Linked DNA regions of Pan troglodytes: region 1 is linked to region 2. Evidence: chromatin contacts called from public Hi-C data. All regions are on one chromosome and are shown on one strand. The core of a region is the stretch at or near the end of the contact, and the rest is flanking DNA. Distances in the headings are between cores, read along the strand shown. Region 1 overlaps SLC39A13 (solute carrier family 39 member 13). Region 2 holds the start of ARFGAP2 (ADP ribosylation factor GTPase activating protein 2).

Region 1 (6,579 bases), core at 3,822-6,321, 240 kb after region 2:
AAGTCCCCAAATCTCTGCCACTTTTCTGAGAGTGACAGCAGCTGAGAAGAGAAAAATTCCCACGTAATGAGCACTTGCTATACATATTGTCATTTAATTCCCATAAGAGCCCATAAAAGGCTCACAGCTGTAATCTCAGTAGTTTGGGAGGCTGAGGTGGGCAGATCATCTGAGGTCAGGAGTTCGAGACCAGCCTGGCCAACATGATGAAACCCCGTCTCTACCAAAAATACAAAAATTAGCCGGATGTGGTGGCACACACCTGTAATCCCAGCTACTCAGGAGGCTGAGGCAGGAGAGTCGCTTGAACCTGGGAGATGGAGGTTGCAGTGAACCAAGATCACGCCACTGCACTCCAGCCTGGGCAACAGAGCGAGACTCCATCTCAAAACAAAACAAGATAAAATAATAATTCCCATAAGACCCAATTTACAGATGGAGAAACCGAGTCTCCAAAGTCATCTGCCAAGGTCACCAGCTAGTGGGTTGGGAGCTGGGACCTGTCAGCTCTTCACCATGACATGGTGGTGGCCCTGTGGGCATTTGGCAGGGTGTGGTGTTTCTGCTGTGAGGTGGGGGACCCAGGAAGAGCAGCCACCCATATCCAGCCTTACAGGCCCAGAAAGAGCCCAGTGAGTGGGGTGGGATGAAGGTAAGGCCAGGAGCTCCAGCCGGTCAGCCCCCAGACCCCGCATCTCTCCCTTGTAGCTGGGGCCTGGCGCCTGAAGCAGCTGCTCAGCTTCGCCCTGGGGGGACTCTTGGGCAATGTGTTTCTGCATCTGCTGCCCGAAGCCTGGGCCTACACGTGCAGCACCAGCCCTGGTAAGTGAGGCCACAGGCCAGGGGCAAGACAGTGCCAGGAGTAGGGGCCTGGTGCCCACGCCCAGGGATGGCCAGGATGACCAGGAGAGGGATTCTGGGTTTCTGGCAGGAGCTTGCCTGGGAGGGAGGGAGGGTCATTGTCCTGGTCTCTGGGCCCTGGTCCCAGTGGGAGTTCTGGGCCCCAGCTGCCCAACCCACCCTTGTCACTGCCCTGGTGCCCTGGATGAGATCCCATTCCAAATGGCCCCCTCCTATGGCCCTGGCTTGGCTTGGCCTGGCCTGGCCTGGCATTGCCGCCCCCTGCAGGTGGTGAGGGGCAGAGCCTGCAGCAGCAGCAACAGCTGGGGCTGTGGGTCATTGCTGGCATCCTGACCTTCCTGGCGTTGGAGAAGATGTTCCTGGACAGCAAGGAGGAGGGGACCAGCCAGGTGGGCCCCACACTCAAGGGCCTGGATATATCAGCCTCTGTTCTGTGGTAGTGCCCGGGGCCTGGAGGCCCAGGGTCTGAGTTGAGCCCTGAAAAGAGGGGTCTCCTGGCCCTCTCCTGGGAGCTGCGGGAGGTTGGGCCACCTTCTTTGGGACTGACACCATTAGCCCCTGATGTAGCTTGTTCTGGTAGCCTGATGGTGACAGCAGTTGGGGAGGGTTTGTTGAGTTTGGGGGCACCCAACTGATATAGCAGCAGAGGATTCTAGCTAGAAAAAACAGGGGTTCCTATCTTTTTTTTTTTTTTTTTTTTTTTTTGAGACGGAGTCTCGCTCTGTCACCCAGGCTGAAGTGCAGTGGCGCGATCTTGGCTCACGGCAACCTCTGCCTCCCGGGTTCAAGCGATTCTCCTGCCTCAGCCTCCCAAGTAGCTGGGACTACAGGTGCGCGCCACCATGCCCAGCTAACTTTTGTATTTTTAGTGGAGACGGGGTTTCACCATGTTGTCCAGGATGGTCTCGATTTCTTGACTGCTTGATCCACCCACCTCAGCCTCCCAATTATTATTATTATTTTTTTGAGAAGAGTCTCGCTCTGTCACCCAGGCTGGAGTGCAGTGGTGCGATCTCGGCTCACTGCAACTTTCACCTCCCAGGTTCAAGCAATTCTTCTGCCTCAGCCTCCCAAGTAGCTGGGACCACACCCGGCTAATTTTTGTATTTTTAGTAGAGGTGGGGTTTCACCATATTGGCCAGGCTGGTCTCGAACTCCTGACCTCAGGTGATCCATCTGCCTTGGGCTCCCAAAGTGCTGGGATTACAGGCATGAGCCACTGCACCCAGCCCCGTCTCTCTTTCTCCATCTCTCTCCCCTTCTGTCTGCCCTGGCTGAGTGGGGGGCATCTAATGTCACCTCTCCCTCCTTCTCCTGGCCCTAGGCCCCCAACAAAGACCCCACTGCTGCTGCTGCCGCGCTCAATGGAGGCCACTGTCTGGCCCAGCCGGCCGCAGAGCCCGGCCTCGGTGCCGTGGTCCGGAGCATCAAAGTGAGTGGCCTGCTCAGGGCCCCTGCAGCCGCACTGCCCTGAGTGGCCAGCCCCACTCAGCCCTGCCTCCTGCCTTCCCTCCTTCCCAGGTCAGCGGCTACCTCAACCTGCTGGCCAACACCATCGATAACTTCACCCACGGGCTGGCTGTGGCTGCCAGCTTCCTTGTGAGCAAGAAGGTGAGGGGCTTGGGGCCAGTGGGGCTCTGGCGATTCCGGTGGCAGCCATGTGGATTCCACCTGTGTCTGGAGTCTCTGCTTCTTGCCCCTCCATTGCCAGCACCCTCATCTAAGGCTCTCATCCCCCATCCTCCCTGCTGCTGTCCTGGCCACCACTGTTCTCTGATCCTGAGCCCCTGGTCTGTTCCTGTTCCCAGTACTCCTTGTTGGGTGCCTCTGTCAAGCTGCTAGGCGTGGCCCCTGCCTGCTCCTAGATGCTTCTTCCTCTACCTCCTCCCTCTGGCCTCTGGCCTCTGGCCCAGAGGCAGCCTACTCTGCAGCTGGCTGAGATCTTTCCCACCTCACACTGTTCCCCCTGCCTGGAATGTTCTCCCGCCCACGCTTCGAGCGGCTGACGACTCATCCTTGGGGCCTCGACTTACATGGACTCCTCCACCAGGCCTTTGCTGACCTCCTCATCTAAATTTGGTTCCTGGGCCTGCTCCCCTGGGCACTCTATCCATCCTTTCCTTCCCAGCGCCTGTGAGTGAGTCCTGTCTCTCCCCTCTATACCGCTAGCTTCGTGAAGGCAGGTTCCTTGTCCCCTTTAGTCACTGCTATATTTCCAGTGGCCAACACAGTGCCCACCCAGAGCCAGCTCAGAGCAGAGTAAACCTCTGTGGAATGAGTGGGCGAGTGGGGTGCTCAGCCCTCAACACAGACCCCGCAGCCACGGCTCCCCTCCCTGCAGATCGGGCTCCTGACAACCATGGCCATCCTCCTGCATGAGATCCCCCATGAGGTGAGCGCTTGTAGGGCAGCCCCCAGGGGCCCAGGCCCCCACAGTGCCCATGATCAGCATGGGTGTGGAGCTCAGGAGGGTGTGGGGCTGGGCCTGTCCAGCATGGCACTCTGGGGCTGGGCTGTGAGGGCTGGAGCTCCTCACCCCAGCAGCCTGCAGCTGCCATCTCCGCCATACTCAGGATGGGGGTCCCAGGGGAAGGGTGGGGAAGGGCAGGGGGCTCAGTGTGTATATCGTACCTGAGCACTCAGGGCATCAGGCCCCGCTGGGGCGCAGGGTGAACCTCTGGACCTCCCTTCAGGTGGGCGACTTTGCCATCCTGCTCCGGGCCGGCTTTGACCGATGGAGCGCAGCCAAGCTGCAACTCTCAACAGCGCTGGGGGGCCTACTGGGTGCCGGCTTCGCCATCTGTACCCAGTCCCCCAAGGGAGTAGGTACGGGCGTGGCGGGTGGTTGTGGCGGGTGGCATCAGCAGAGGGGCACCAGCCAAAGGGTGTGGCTACCTCACCGCTGGTCCCCAGGCCTGGGAGGTGGGGAGCACACACAGTGCCGTGGGTACCCAGTTGGGTGTTCTCCCGCTGCAGAGGAGACGGCAGCCTGGGTCCTGCCCTTCACCTCTGGCGGCTTTCTCTACATCGCCTTGGTGAACGTGCTCCCTGACCTCTTGGAAGAAGAGGACCCGTGGTGAGTGACCTGTTGGAGGAAGAGGACTGCCACTCACAGGACCCTTAGGGGCTCAGGAGGGAAGGGCTCCTGGCCGCTGCCTGCTCCCCCTGCCCATGCCTCCACCGTGAGCCGTTCCCTCCCCACAGGCGCTCCCTGCAGCAGCTGCTTCTGCTCTGTGCGGGCATCGTGGTAATGGTGCTGTTCTCGCTCTTCGTGGATTAACTTTCCCTGATGCCGACGCCCCTGCCCCCTGCAGCAATAAGATGCTCGGATTCACTCTGTGACCGCATATGTGAGAGGCAGAGAGGGCGAGTGGCTGCGAGAGAGAATGAGCCTCCCGCCAGACAGGAGGGAGGTGCGTGTGGATGTATGTGGTGTGCACATGTGGCCAGAGGCGTGTGTGTGAGACCGACACTGTGATCCCTGTGCTGGGTCCGGGGCCCAGTGTAGCGCCTGTCCCCAGCCATGCTGTGGTTACCTCTCCGTGCCGCCCTGTCACCTTCACCTCCCGGAGTAAGCAGCGAGGAACAGCAGCACTGGTCCCAAGCAGAGGCCTTGCCCTGCTGGGACCCCGGGAGTGAGAGCAGCCCAAGGATCCCAGGGTGCAGGGAACTCCAGAGCTGCCCACCTCCCACTGCCCCCTCAGCACACACACAGTCCCCAGGTGGCCTAGGGGCCAAGGCTGGGGCGGCTTTGGTCCCTTTTCCTGGCCCTTCCTTCCCCACTTCTAAGCCAAAGAAAGGAGAGGCAGGTGCTCCTGTACCCCAGCCCCACTCAGCACTGACAGTCCCCAGCTCCTAGTAGTGAGCTGGGAGGCGCTTCCTAAGACCCTTTCCTCAGGGCTGCCCTGGGAGCTCATTCCTGGCCAACACGCCCTGGCAGCACCAGCAGCTCTTGCCACCTCCAGCTGCCAAACAGCAGCCTGCCGGGCAGGGAGCAGCCCCAGGCCAGAGAGGCCTCCCGGTCCAGCTCAGGGATGCTCCTGCCAGCACAGGGGCCAGGGACTCCTGGAGCAGGCACATAGTGAGCCCGGGCAGCCCTCCCCAGCTCAGGCCCCTCTCCTTCCCCATTGAGGTTGGGGTAGGTGGGGGCGGTGAGGGCTCCACGTTGTCAGCGCTCAGGAATGTGCTCCGGCAGAGTGCTGAAGCCATAATCCCCAACCATTTCCCTTGGCTGACGCCCAGGTACTCAGCTGGCCCACTCCACAGCCAGGCCTGGCCCTGCCCTTCACCGTGGATGTTTTCAGAAGTGGCCATCGAGAGGTCTGGATGGTTTTATAGCAACTTTGCTGTGATTCCGTTTGTATCTGTAAATATTTGTTCTATAGATAAGATACAAATAAATATTATCCACATACTGGCTGCCTTGGTTCTGCACGGCCTTCCATGGCCAGGCAGGGCCTTCCTTACTGCCACTGCCAGGCCCTTGTCTCTGAACTGTCACCCCAGTGCATCTCTGAACATTCCATGTCTTCCTGGCTTAACTTTTTATTCCAATGACTGAGCACCTATACGAGCCTGGCCGTATGCCATTTTAGCCCCTCACCACCACAAACTCCAGGACGCTGTCCTTATCTTTTTTTTTTTTTTTGAGACAGAGGAGTCTCACTCTGTCACCCACGCTGGAGTGCAGTGGTGCGGTCTTGGCTCACTGCAACCTCCGCCTCCTGGGTTCAAGCAATTCTCCTGCCTCAACCTCCCAAGTAGCTGGGATTTACAGGTGTGTGCCACCACCCCTGGCTTTTTTTTAAAAGTAGAGATAGGGTTTTGCCATATTGGCCAGGCTGGTCTTAAACTCCTGAACTTGTGATCTGCCCGCCTCAGCCTCCCAAAGTGCTGGGCTTACAGGTGTGAGCCACCGTGCCCAGTTAGTGCTGTCCTTATAGACCTGAAAGCTGGAGCATTTTCCCCACCTGCCCCCCATTCCACCTTGACTGAAAATGTAATCAGGGAAGGGAGCTCCAGCCACAAAGTCATCTCCAGGTTTGGCCTCAGTGAAATTAAGCTCTCATTCGCTTAAAAAAGAAAGGCCGGGTGTGGTGGCTCACGCCTGTAATGCCAGAACTTTGGGAGGCCAAGGTAGGGGGATCGCGAGGTCAGCAGTTCGAGACCAGCCTGGCCAATATGGTGAAACCCCGTCTCTACTAAAAATACAAAAATTAGCCAGGCGCGGTGGCACGTGCCTGTAATCTCACCTACTCAGGAAGCTGAGGCAGAATTGCTTGAACCCAGAGGCGGAGGCTGCAGTGAGCTGAGATCACACCACTGCACTCCAGCCCGGGTGACAGAGCAAGACTCCATCTAAAAAATAAATAAATAAAAAAGAAAGAGAAAAGAAGAAAAAAGAATATGGGACCCTTATTCAAAACCACACACCCTCCCTTCTGAATGTGTGGAGTATGAGAACACCAGGCACAGGGCGCCCCTTCCCCAGTCCTGTCAAGAGAATGGGGGTGGGGGTGTCCAGTCCACCTCTTCCCTCCCAGGCCAGCCAGGACCACCGTCAATAGCCCACTGGCTGGGATCTGCAGTCTGGGCAGTGTCATGGAGCGTGGGAGAGGGGGGTGTGAAACCCCAGTGACGTCCTTAGCTGGGAGTGCTTGGCTCTCAGTATTTCTATCAGCAAAACATTTTAAAACAACATAGTATTTGCTTCACCTA
Region 2 (6,236 bases), core at 1,811-4,310:
CCTGAAGGCTCAGTGGCTGGCGCATCCCAGGCAGGGGGCTGAAAAGGAGGCCAGATCACAGATGCCTCGGTGAGCCACTCCTGCTGGCAAGAAGCACCAAGACCTACAAGCACCTTGTGGACAAGAAATCATACTCCAAACCCATGAGGAAAGGGACTGGAGGGTAGCAAACAAGATCACAGTTGCTATTCACTGTGGAAGAAAGCAGGAAGACAAGCAGCCCCCACCCCAACCCCTTCACTATTTACTTAGAGCCAGAGCCCATTCTCCTAACTTAAAGACAGTTAACTACCACCACCTAGGCAGACACAGATCTAAAGGCTCCTCTTATATGAATATATTTAATTATCACTACAACCCCTATGAAGGAGCTACATCGCCATTTTAGAAACTGAGGTTTTGACAGGTTGAGTGACTTGGCCACCATCACAGGAATGCTGAGTAGAGAACAGGAATTGAAGCCAAGAGTCTAACTTCAGCACCCAGGGCCAGTAAAGAGGAAACCCTCCTCAAAGGGGTGGGGCAGGGAGGAGAGAATCCTTTCACTGTCCCCAAGCACAGTGCCTTTCTTATAGGGGAAGAATCCAGGAAAATTTGTTTGGGGCACCGGACACCTCTTGAAACTTCAAGAAGCTGCTTCTCTTCCCCGCCAGCCCAATTTATAGGAGTCGATTTCTAAGGAGGGCTACACTGCACCTCCATTTATGGAGGAGGAAACACCTAGGCCTACCCAGCAGGAACAGTGGACTTCATATGTGGTGTCCAAGACATCACATCAAAGCAAATGGAATCTACAACCATGATCACAGAAGGCCTGGGCCTTGGTAAATTGCCTGTCAAGAACAACTGGGAAAACGGTTCCTTGTGGGCACTCACTTGAGTGTGTTCTGTGAAGAAATCAGAGTCCTTCTTCTCTGGGGAGTGATTAGGAACGGCACTACTCATGTTGTCTATCCAAAGCTAGAAAGGAGAAGACACCCCTAAAACACAGGGCTCTGAATACTCCTAACCCTCCTGCCCCAGCCCCAAGAACAGGCACTTACATCAGTGCCATGCCTAGCCAGGGCCGCACTCCCCAGCTGCCGGATCTTCTCCCGGTACATCTGGGCAGCTCGGCTATTATATTTGGTGTTGGCATCATTGGCTGTGCATCCATGTTGGCGAAAAAAAGCCGTCTGGAGAGCAAAGAAGAGAGCAGCGCATGCTACGGGTGATTCTCAAGAAGGAAACGTGTTGGCTGTAGGAGGCATCTCCTTATGACAGCGGAGTTATTATCTATACAGGATGATACATGCTACTGACACCGGTTTTTCAGAGACAAAGTTTCTCGAAATTCCTGCAAAAAACACCTTGCAGCGGGCCATCCTTTGATATGACTGAAGTCCAGGCCCCACTGAACGCTGCCTGAGCACAACATCCCATACCCAGCCTCCCCATCCTTCATCCAGGGCAGGCCCACAAGACCCAATGACTGTGAAGGCTCCCAACTCCTGTGGCTTTTCCCCAAGAACACCTGCCCAGTTTAATCGGAATCTGAAACCCATTTAAGAGAAGCTGTGACCAGTTTCGAAGTTTTCAGAAAATAGCTTATGGTGGTGTTATAGAACAGAGAACCCTCTGAACAGGGAAAACGACAGGGCCTCTTAGGGAGTCGTGCAAAGTTAGTACCCAGGCAGAAGAATGGAAGGTGAGGGAAGTAGAAGGAGCTTTACCGCATTGGCATTCCCGCCGACCTGCATACACCTCAGCTGGAACCAGTTCCAGTTGGAATCCAACTCTGTGGACCTGTGTACAAGGGCTGCGTCTCACCCACTAGCAGATACCAGCAGGATTTCCCTGGCAACCCGATACCTGTCACTTGGCCTCAGGCTGCTGTAGGCACCCAGGAAACATTAATCAGCCATCACCCCATTTCCTCCACACTACCCTGTCCATGAAAACTCTCCTCTTCGTTCATTTACTCCAAAGAGTACTAATTATGTCCCCAGATCCGAAAGGAAGTCACATTCTCAGGCACGCACGCCTGGATTTGGCTTTCCCCTAATGGATGGTCACAGTCTCACTAGAGACATACTGGGCTAACAACATATCAGCAACAACAAGGTCAATGCCTCCCTTTCCCCCCAACTAACGCTCAGAGTCTCAAGCCTGACCGTCAAAAAAGAGGAAGTTTTGGCCCAGAGGCGGAGACGGACCGCCCATGTGCCAAAGGGCCCACACAGGTGGTTCTCTCTGGCAGGAGGCTACCGGACCCTCTCGGCCCAGAGGCTTCCCACCGAATTCAGAGCGGCCCAAGTCGAGGCAGCCACTCTCCCTTGTTGCCCAGACAGCCCTGGCCGGCCGGGTGGAAACACGGCAACCGCGCGGAGAGCCTACCTGATGAAGCTCAGATGGACGCCCAGGGAGCGGTGCACCCCGGAACAGTCAATGCACAAGAAAACACCGTACGTGATGCTGGCCCAACTCGGATTCTTGGCGCCGCAGTCGAAACAGGCCTGGGTGGAGGAGGCGATGAGCGAATGGTCAGGGGCCCCGAGTAAAGGCCAGGCACCTACACCCCAGAAACACAACCCACCTCCGCCCTTCTCCCTCCCTCAGGCCCCAGCGGGACGAGAGACTCCGCGCCCCCCCTGCTCACGCACCTTGTTGGTTGGAACTGCGCGAAGCCTCTTAAAAAGAGTCTGGATTTCGGTCTTGTTCGGCTCCGCCGCCATTTTCTCTCCTTCCCAGACAGAACCGCGGCTGACGGGTCCCGCCGCGGGCCAATCCACGGCGGGGAGGGCGGGCTCACAAGGCCGGCCTCAGCGGTGCCCGGGCCAGCCGAGGGGTGGGGTGATTGGAGTCCGATCTGGACCAATGGGCAGCCGGCGGGACGGGGGCGGCGACGACAACCGCGGCCGCAAGAATCAACGCCGCGCCGGGCCAATCCGCAGCCGGGGCGGGGCGACGGCGCGCGGACCGGCCCAAACCTCCTCGCGCGCGTAGTACCCTTCCCCCCGCCCCTCCCACGCCGCAACCCCCAGGTGGAGTCGCACCCACGCCGCGCAGGCTGCGGGAGGCTGGGGGCGGGGACCCCCACTCCAGCCAATTACAGATCGATGAATAAGAATTAGGCTGCCCAAACACTCCTCGTCCCTCCGGCCCGAACGGGCAGACGCATTGGCCCGCGTCTCGCCCAGCCTTCAGCCGTTCTCGGCTCACAGCAAGCCTGACAGCGAGTCCCCTCCACTCCAGATTAGTATCTCGAAGTTCCAGAGCAGGTACCAAGCAGGCAAACCCTTTTCCAACCCCGGCCCCATAACAGACGCTAGGCCTCTCTCTAGATGCCCTCTGGTGGCCTGGCAAGGGTGTCCTATCAAAAAAATGCACATGAGCCCGACAGTGGTGTTTTTGTTTTTGTGTGTGGGTGTGTGTCAAGTTTTAATACACGCTAGAACAAGCCGCAAGAGGGTGCTGCAGGCCGGAACTACACTCACCCCAAGCCCACCCCAGGAACCCCAAAGCAGAGGTCAGGAACTGAGTCCACAGCTCCTGGGGAGGCCCAGGCACCCCTGAACGCTTCTGTCACCTCTGACCTCCCATCTTGCCCTCAGCCTAGACTCGTCCCTTCCCTACCAGTCCCTTCCCTAGACAAAGGCCCCTCCCCTCCCTGGGTCCCAGGACTTCCTCCCTCAAGGGACAGAGGAGCAGCCGGAGAGCGACGGTTCAGGGCCCTGAGGGTCCGGCTCTCCAGGAGAAGCTGGGCTCTGACCCAGGGTGGGTAAACGTCGCAGAAGGGCTGTCAGGACACTCAGGCGCCCACACACTCCACGTAGTTGGCAGGGTACAGGCCAATGCGGCCACTCTGCAACTGGCCTTGGCACCAGCCCTGCTCGTCCTCCTCACTCATCTTCAGCAGCTCCTCCCCTGGGGGAAAGGGGATTGGTCACTGCCAGTGGCCCTGGCCCAGGCCCTGTTCCTGCAACTGGGTCAAGGACTGAGGGGGATGGTGTGGTCCCAGAGCCCAGCTAGCAAAGACATGGCTCAGGCAGAGGCAGGTCAAGGTCAGCAAGCTGCCCCACCCCAGACCCTGAATGCAGCCACCAGGCACCAGCTATCTGGACCTGGAACAGCTGAAGGGACAGAGGACTGGCCCTTAAGAAGTGGGTATTTGGCTTCCCTTTCTGACACCCCTGCTCAGGCAGATAAGGCAGAGGCCGAAGCTAGGAAAGGGGTCCCAGGGTACCTGCTCGGAAGCTCAGCTCATCAGCTTCCTGGCCAGCGTAGTCATAGAGTGCCCTCACCCGAACCCCGGTGGCAGCCTTCCGGGGACTCTCTTCATCTGACCACTCCTCATCCTGCCCCGTGCTGGAGAGGGGAGGCAAAGGGAGCAGCTCAGAGTGCAAGGAACACGGGGCTGGAGATCTCACCCAGGATCAGGGCAAAGGCCTCCCTACCCCCAGAGGCACCTGGGAGAGTCAGGTGAGGTACTAAAGATTCTAGCTCTACCTCGCCATGCCCGACTGTGAGCAAAGAGGCAATTCCTGCCACACGCAGCTGATTTAAGGCATAAACGAGAGGGAACGTGGGAAATGCCCAGCAAATCTAAACCACTATGAGAACCAGTATCATTACAACTAAGTAGGCCCTCAGGTCCCTGGCACCAATTTTCAACCCATTTCAGGTGTGAAAGAAATGAAACCAAGGAGAAAGGAAAGGAGGGCGGGAGGCAGAGCTGTTTCTTTGCCACAGCCGCGCTCCTGGCTCTCACCCTGGGGACCCCGGGGACTGGGGTGGGGGTGCGGTGCCATCTCTTGTAGGCACAATGCTGGTCAGGGTAACCTCATCAGGGCTCCGGCCACCCTTCTCTTTCCGGCTGATTGTCCTCTGTGTGTCCAAGGACCACTCCTGTGGGGACAGTGCTTACAGTCAGGTGGGGCCATCTGAACCACCTTCACTTACTTCATCCCTAGCCCCGGCCAAGCTGAGTGGGAGCCCATCCCACCTCCCATCCCCACCCCGCCTGGAACACATGCCTCGAACTGTGGCCAGTTCATAGCCATGCCTGGCCCGTGGGTGCTGCGCCACCAGCGCAGATCCTCTTCGTCACTGGCTGCCTCAATGCCCTGGTGCAAGTCGCGGTGGAGTTCATGGAACCTATGACCCAAGGCACACCCCTCAGTCTAGGAAGTCTAGACCCTGCATCCCTCAGTCCCAGCCAGGGCCTAGGGGAGATGGAGGAGACCCAGTACTACCCCAGATCTCCATGCCCACCGGGCAGTTCATACTTCTCACTGCTGGAAAGGTCCAGGTGCTGGTGTAAGGTGAGCAGCATATCCTTGAAGAAAAGAAGCCGCTGGCGCTCGGCGGCCTGGCAGGTCTCAAAGGCCTGTTCCATGTCCTCCATGTAGCGTGGAGTGTAGCGATGCAGCTCTGCCAGTGTCTGCTCATACTGAGCTTTTGTCTGGGTGGGAGAGGAGGGACCTGGTGAGAACCAGACCTTCTTCCACCCAGGACTCCACCAGTGTTTACCAGACACTGCCATAGGCTGCTAGACCCAGGGCTAGCCACTAGGGGCAATCAGTCCCAAGACCCAGCTCCTGCCCTCAAGGACCCCAGCAGCCTAACAAGGGAGGTGACATCAGGCACAGCAGATAAAAGAGTCTGGTGAGGACTGAAATGAGGTCAACCTACAGGAAAGGATGGGAGAAATCAGAAAAGGCTTCCTGGAGGAGGTGGAAACTGCAGCATCTCAGGATGGGGAGGATTTGCATATCCAGAGCTGCAGGAAAGGACACTTCGGGCAAAGGGTACTGTGCAAGGAAAAGAGCTGGAAGTTCTCAACTGCTGAAGTCATCCCAGTGCCTGAAACTCCATTTCTTTCCCTAGTAAAGCATCACCTTTTGTCAGGTTCCTCCTTTAAATGATCATCTGGAGAGAGGGTGGCAGGTGAGGAATAGGGTAATAAGGGTGCTGGGGACTGGACAAGATGTTCAGGGAGCAAGATTCATTCAGGAAGCCGTGCCCTGGGCGGGGGCCAGGGCTGGGACCTGTGGCCTGTACCTTCTCGGCCTCCTTGGCACAGCGTTCCACCCGTTCCTGCAGTTTGCGCAGCTGCTCCTGGGAGACGGCGCTGTCTGCCTTCGCGTGGCTCTCCCTCGTCTGGGCGGTCTTCTCATCCTTCCGGGCTGCGTGGTAGCTTTTCTTGGAAGCCTCAACCTGGCATGCATGGAGACCACTCTGGACCCTGGATGCCA

Evidence for each region. A called contact is a pair of places that touch in the nucleus more often than the background predicts.
Region 1: a Hi-C map of induced pluripotent stem cells shows a contact between it and region 2, with 2.2 times the contacts expected there. The contact joins the enhancer-like site here to the promoter of ARFGAP2 in region 2. A contact is called at or near these places in 1 of 7 Hi-C or Micro-C datasets (induced pluripotent stem cells) and 1 of 1 datasets of contacts at active chromatin or transcription factors (stem cell-derived excitatory neurons).

What each region holds. Positions count from the first base shown.
Region 1 is chr9:51,427,245-51,433,823 of NHGRI_mPanTro3-v2.0_pri, forward strand. It overlaps SLC39A13 (solute carrier family 39 member 13), which reads left to right. Exons shown (of 10, transcript XM_054661353.2): 3 at 709-822; 4 at 1,129-1,250; 5 at 2,186-2,293; 6 at 2,383-2,472; 7 at 3,203-3,253; 8 at 3,555-3,687; 9 at 3,838-3,937; 10 at 4,066-5,275. The coding sequence ends at 4,141. Among named protein-coding and RNA genes, the nearest start is that of PSMC3, 12 kb to the right of the region's middle. Within about 2 kb of position 5,072, at least 10 of the 24 cell types and tissues checked have an H3K27ac peak or open chromatin away from gene starts, as enhancers often do. A contact at or near this core is called in induced pluripotent stem cells, where this site is marked.
Region 2 is chr9:51,187,065-51,193,300 of NHGRI_mPanTro3-v2.0_pri, forward strand. ARFGAP2 (ADP ribosylation factor GTPase activating protein 2) reads right to left here and starts at 3,061. Exons shown (of 16, transcript XM_001166418.6): 1 at 2,643-3,061; 2 at 2,377-2,495; 3 at 1,713-1,785; 4 at 1,044-1,175; 5 at 877-960; 6 at 1-38. The coding sequence starts at 2,714. PACSIN3 (protein kinase C and casein kinase substrate in neurons 3) reads right to left here. Exons shown (of 11, transcript XM_054661293.2): 6 at 6,043-6,198; 7 at 5,268-5,443; 8 at 5,016-5,136; 9 at 4,751-4,887; 10 at 4,226-4,347; 11 at 3,383-3,906. The coding sequence ends at 3,791.